2 separate regions of the Macaca mulatta genome follow, and region 2 is linked to region 1. Evidence: chromatin contacts called from public Hi-C data. All regions are on one chromosome and are shown on one strand. The core of a region is the stretch at or near the end of the contact, and the rest is flanking DNA. Distances in the headings are between cores, read along the strand shown. Region 1 holds the start of TINF2 (TERF1 interacting nuclear factor 2). Region 2 holds the start of DHRS1 (dehydrogenase/reductase 1).

What was found. A called contact is a pair of places that touch in the nucleus more often than the background predicts.
Region 2: a contact with region 1 is called in a Hi-C map of liver, with 5 times the contacts expected there. The contact joins the promoter of DHRS1 here to the promoter of TINF2 in region 1. A contact is called at or near these places in 3 of 14 Hi-C or Micro-C datasets (CD4 T cells, cortical neurons and liver).

What each region holds. Positions count from the first base shown.
Region 1 is chr7:97,359,997-97,362,910 of T2T-MMU8v2.0, forward strand. TINF2 (TERF1 interacting nuclear factor 2) reads right to left here and starts at 1,543. Exons shown (of 8, transcript XM_077940789.1): 1 at 1,062-1,543; 2 at 600-701; 3 at 117-224; 4 at 1-29. The coding sequence starts at 1,253.
Region 2 is chr7:97,417,609-97,420,522 of T2T-MMU8v2.0, forward strand. It overlaps DHRS1 (dehydrogenase/reductase 1), which reads right to left and starts at 1,385. Exons shown (of 8, transcript NM_001194609.2): 1 at 1,198-1,385. The coding sequence starts at 1,347. NOP9 (NOP9 nucleolar protein) reads left to right here and starts at 2,248. Exons shown (of 10, transcript NM_001266256.1): 1 at 2,248-2,564; 2 at 2,771-2,914. The coding sequence starts at 2,318.

The DNA.
Region 1 (2,914 bases), core at 293-2,792:
GGCTGCATCCAACTCAGCACATCCTGAAGCTGTGGGCAGGGATAGAGGTATAAAGACCACAGTCCTTCATACAACCACCCCACACTCTGCTCTTACATGTTTTGCCCCAATGAAACCTGCTGTGCCTGCGGTGTAGGCAGTGCTTTCTCCAGCTGACACAAGTACTCAAAAAGCAGCTTTTCCATGGCAGCCAGAAAGGGTTCCCCATATTCTTGTTCAAGTTCCTGCAGCAGAGGAGAGTAGGAGATCAAAAGTGGGTTAGTGGCCAGGCACGGTGGCTCACGCCTGTAATCCTGGCACTTTGGGAGGCCGAGGTGGGAGGATCACTTGAGGTCAGGAGTTCGAGACCAGCCTGGCCAACATGGTGAAACCCCATCTCTACTAAAATACAAAAATTAGCTGGGCATCTATAATACCAGTTATTCAGAAGGCTGAAGCAGGAGAACCGCTTGAACCTGGGAGGCAGAGGTTGCAGGGAGCTGAGATTGTGCCACTGCACTCCAGCCTGGGCAACAAAGCAAGACTCCCTCTCAAAAAAAAAAAAAAAAAAAGGTGGGTTAGAGAAAATAGTCACATAATAGCCTTCAAACCAGTCTCACCTGCAGCTTCGAGGCCAAATCCACAGGAGCCTCTGACAGCTGCTTCACCTGTTGGTAAAAAGTCTCCTGTGCCTCCAAAATCTTCCTCAGATCCTGCTTTGTCTGTTGAGGATATAGAAGACAGAGAAGTTAGCACCAACATCCAGTAGACAGGAGGAGCAACTTTGCTGCACCAAGTTGAACTGGGGTCAGGGCTTGTTCCGGGGATTACTCACAGCCTTGGGATCCCGCACTATAGGTCCAGATTCTGGAAAGTGGTGATTCAGGGTTTTCAGGACTTGGGCCCAAGGCCGGCCCTGCAGGATCAGCTCCACCACCACCTGTATGGTACTGAATTCAGAATCCCCACTTCGGGGCAAGCTGACCTTTTCCAACTAGTCTCATCCCCAAGCTGTGGGCCCTTGTCAGGTGCTCGCATCCCGCCCCTTTCTTTCCCCTTCCAGGTCCTACTTGCTCCAATACCTTGGCCTTTAGGCCCATACAAAGGCGTTCGTGGTGCCGGTAGCGAACCAAGCCAGGGGCAACAGCGCGCAGAGATCGCAGAAACTCCAGTACTCGGGGAAAATGTTCCACACAGCGTCCGCGCACAACCTGCCAGCTAGCTGCGGCGGCGAAGCGTAGAGCTGCAGGACCGGCCCCCGGGGGCGTAGCCATGGTCGGCGGGCTCCGCCCTGAGGCGGTCCCTCCAGGTTCCTCACCCGGATGGGTGAGGCTTTCCGATCACTCCTAGGGGCGGGGCTTCTGGCAACACTCTGTGGCTCGGGTTTGTAGGCTCTGGGTACCTCGCGATCCGACTCGGCTCCCTTCCATAGGCCCCCAGAATTCTGGGGGAGGGGGTCTTCTGGCTCAGGCTGGAGGAGCCTGAGTGGAAAAGCTGGCCGTCCCAGTGGTACTGGGTCGCTCAGCTTTAAACGCCGCCTCTGTCTCGAGCCCGAGGGTGCCTCACTTCCGGCTCCGCTACTAGCTTCCCTTGCCCCGGAAAAGGGCGGTAAGAGGGAGCCAATGGGTGGCCACAGAGGGAACTGTGACGGTGCGTCAGAAGGCCACGCCCCAGCGGATCTGGCGCTGCCTGCTCGCTGCGCCCTGCGCCCTCTGCCGGCTGACTTGAATTGGCCGCTGAGGCTGTTGTGGCCGCTCGTCTGGGTCCTCCTAGCCTCGATTTCTTCTGCGGAGAAGCCCCGTCACTCCCCTGAGGCTCGACTTCCTAGTCTGTGAAACGAGGATCGTGCCACCGCCTCTTCCCACTGTCTTCACCCGTCGAAATTCAGTTCCTTAAATCCCAGACCCGAGCCGGCGTCTACAAAGCCTTTCCCTGCGCACGTCGCTTCCAGTAGGAATTCGACTGTTCCTTTTATAAAACGGAAGAGGGCTCCCGCCCTTAAAAAGTAAAATACAGGCCGGGCGTGGTGGCTTGTGTCTAATCCCAGCGCTTTGAGAGGCCGAGGCAAGAGGGTCACTTGAGCCCAGGAGCTCCAGACCAGCCTGGGCGACATGGTGAATGAAACCCCGTCTCTGCTAAAAATACAAAAATTAGCCAGGCGTGGTGGCAGGCCCCTGTAAATCCCAGCTACTCGGGAGGCCGAGGCCAGGAGACTGGAGGTGGCAGTGAGCCGCGATCTTGCCCCTGCATTACAGCCTGGGGGACAGAGGGACAATCCCTCTCAAAAAAAAAAAAAAAAAAGGAAGAAGAAGAAATAGAATACAGGCTGTGGGGGCGGGGCACGGTGACTCACACCTGTAATCCCAACACTTTGGGAGGTCGAGACGGGAGGATCGATCCGCTTGAGCCCAGGAGTTCCAGACCAGACTGGGTCACATGGTGAGACTCTATCTCTACTGAAAATAAAAAAAAACTAGCCGGGTGTAGTGGCATGTCTGTAGTCCCAGCTACTCAGGGGGCTGAGGTGGGAGGATTGTTTGAGCCAGGAAGGTTGAGACTTCAGTGACTGCACTCCAGCCTAAGTGATAGAGTGAGATGGGGTCTCTCACACACACACACACATTAAATGGTTTCTTGTTTTAGGATTCTGTTGTGCACTGAACTTGTCAGCCCCTTAATGTAATTGACTGCTCTCCTTGACTGTCTCTTTGTCATCCTTCCCGGTGCCTCTCATTTCCATCAGCAAGCACAGAACCTAACGCACAGCTTACACTCCTTAGTTGTTGGCTGGATTAGTTGCCTGCCTTGACCACTTTACAAGGATTTAGTGAAACTGCTCCGTCTTTAGCCCATGTCTTCCATTCCCAGAGATAATGATTCACACATCCTTGTCTCCGCCCCAGATGAGTCTCAGCTGATCCGCCCATTCGACTGC
Region 2 (2,914 bases), core at 135-2,634, 57 kb after region 1:
TGTCATCTGGATGCTCCCCAACACCCCTAGAGTATTCTGTGCATATCTCCCTCTTACAATTTACCATATTCACATTACATTGAAATGACTGCTTTCTGTACTTCATTTCCTGTTGGAATCTATCTTCATTTTTAATTTTTATTTTTTTTTAAGAGACAAGATCTCACTGTCACCCAGGCTGGAGTGCAGTGGTGCAATCATAGCTCACTGCAACCTCGAACTCCTGGGCTCAAATGATCCTCCTGCCTCAGCCTCCCAAGTAGGTGGTACTACAGGTGCAGGCCACTGTGCCCAGCTAATTATTCAAAAAATATTTTTTGTAGAGACTGGGTCTAGCTGTGTTGCCCAGACTGGTCTCCAAAAGGCTGCACATGTTCTTAATCTTCCTTCAGAAGCACAGAAGGCCCCAGCTCGGGAATGTAAGCCAGCTGATTTTGAAGTCCCTGAAACCTTTTTAAATCGCCTTCAAGACCTGACCTCCTCCTTTCTGAAGGACATTGCAGGTAAGTGATCTTGCTGCCTTGGCCTCCCAAAGGGCTGGGACGCCAGGCATGAGCCACTGTACTCCACCATGGACTGAATCTTTGAAGAGGAGAAATTAGATCTCATTAGTCTTGGTAACTTCCGTGCTTTACCCAATGCCTAGCAAATCATGGATACTCAAATATTTATTTAACTGAAGTCTAGTAAATAAGCAAAAAATGTACAGTTCAATAAAGTCTTGCCTAAAATAGAGGAAAACACAGGTCCACAACCCTTTAGTTACAATTCCAAAATCTCTGCTCTCAAACACAAAGTTCTTTTCTTTTTCTTTCTTTTCTTTTTTCTTTTTTTTTTTTTTTTTTTTTTAAGACAGTGTCTCCCTCTGTCGTCTAGACTGGAGTGCAGTGGCATGATCATGGCTCAACTCCTAGGCTCAAGCGATCCTCCTGCCTCAGCCTCCAGAGTAGCTGCTGGGACTATAGGCACATGCCACCATGCCTGGCTCAAACAAAGTTTTTTCATAAAACTCACTGGGCGGCAAAATTCTACCTTACCTGAAATTATTTACGGGGTTTTAAATTTCCACTTTGAATAAATATTCACATCTTGTTGAGTAGTAGTATAGTTTCAGGTAAGAGATTAGGAAAGGGAGCGGTTAAGTGGAAGGCTCTCTTGGGTGGTTTCTGCAACTGTGGTCCCAGAGGAAGCACTCACCTCCTGAGCAGCAACGCGAAGGGTGTCTAGATGGCGGCCAGTGATGTAAACTGTGGCACCTGCTTTGCAGAGCTGCAAGGCAATGCCACGGCCAATACCCCTGGAGGCACCAGTCACCACACACACTTTGCCCTTCATGGGAGCTGCCATGACTCACAGGCAAAGGAGGAAGGTCTGTGGAAGCAAAGACTTGCTCTGAGGGAAGCCTGGAGACTGTGTGTGTGTTGGGGCGGGGGTCGGGGGGAGGGGGGAGCCTCACTAGGGCTAAGAGGAGGAGCCAAGGTAAGAATCCTTTGAGGGGAGAGGAGTCAGAGGCGGACAACTGGGTGCGGGCCTAAGGGTAAGGGTGTCAGAGGCGGACAACTGGGTGTGGGCCTGAGGACAAGGCTGACTGTCTTTTGGGAGGCCCAGAGAGTGAAGAAGGGGCTGAGTGGGGCTGTCCAGAGGTGGACAACTACTACGACCCTCTGAGTGTGGCTGCCTGGATGGGGGAATCTGGCGCGGCAGCCCCTCGGGGCGCGTCCAAGCAGAGTCCTGGGCTATCTGGGGCTCCGCTCCCTGGCCTGACCCAGTCCGGCTGAGCCAGAGGCGCAGCTTCCGGGCCGGATGAGCGCGAAGCCTGGAGATCCTAAGCCCTAAATGTGAGGCGCGTGTGCCGCTTACCTGCCAGCTGCGCTGCCGCTGAGGTCCTCGCGCCGACTAGCTCGCCATACACGTGTAGTTCGAGAACTTTAATTCCGGCCGCAGGGGCGGAACGAAGTGACTACTACTGGGGCAAATTGCGGGGCTGCGGTGGAAGTCTGGGTTCTGACCCAGATTGAGCTGGCGACGTGGAGGAAGTGTTCAAGGACTGATTCTACAGTAGGACCCGGGGCGATTTTGTGCTGGGGTCGAGGGGCGGAGTCCTGGGCCAAAGTTAGAACCTGAGGATGGGGCGGAGCGATCTGGGGGAAACACCCACCCCACCCGGCTGGGGCCGCGCGTAACTATGACGTAATAGCTGCGTCAGGAGCGCGCCCGCGTTTCTGAACTTGGTTTGGGCCGGGCACACGCTTGGCGACGTTGAAGGTTCGTCCACAGCTAAGGAAACTTTTGCAGCCGGAGAGGTTCCGAAACACACATGGGGCTGGGTCCGCGCTCTCCACACAAGGTGGGGCGCCGGTTCCCAGCTGGTGGCAAACGGGGACGCGGGGCCAAGGGGTCGGGGCGCCCCTTACCCCGCAGTAAGCGGCAACCCTGGCCGCCTCCGGATAGGCGCTCGGAGCCGCCTCCAGATTCGCACCCGCACCTGAGCCCCGAAGCTCTGGGATATTTCCGCCGGGCGCTGTCAGCATTGAAAGAGGCTCCCGAGACTGGGGAAGAACGAGGTAGGCAGCAACTTCGGGGTTTAGACCAAGAGCATCAAATCCAGGGCAGGCAAGGAAACTTTCTGGGGTCGGCAGGGCGTGGGGACTTAGTTTCATTCCCATGTCCTCTTCCTCGGCCTCCCACCCACGACCCTTGGTTAAGTAAGGGTACATAACCATATTGTCTACTAAGTCTCTTCAAAGTGTGTTTTTCTTCACTTTTCCAGATCTGATGGTGCACAATATTATGAAGGAAGTAGAGACTCAGGCCCTAGCTTTGTCCACTAACAGGACTGGCAGTGAGATGCTGCAGGAACTGTTGGGATTCAGTCCCTTGAAACCGCTTTGTCGCGTATGGGCTGCTCTGCGCT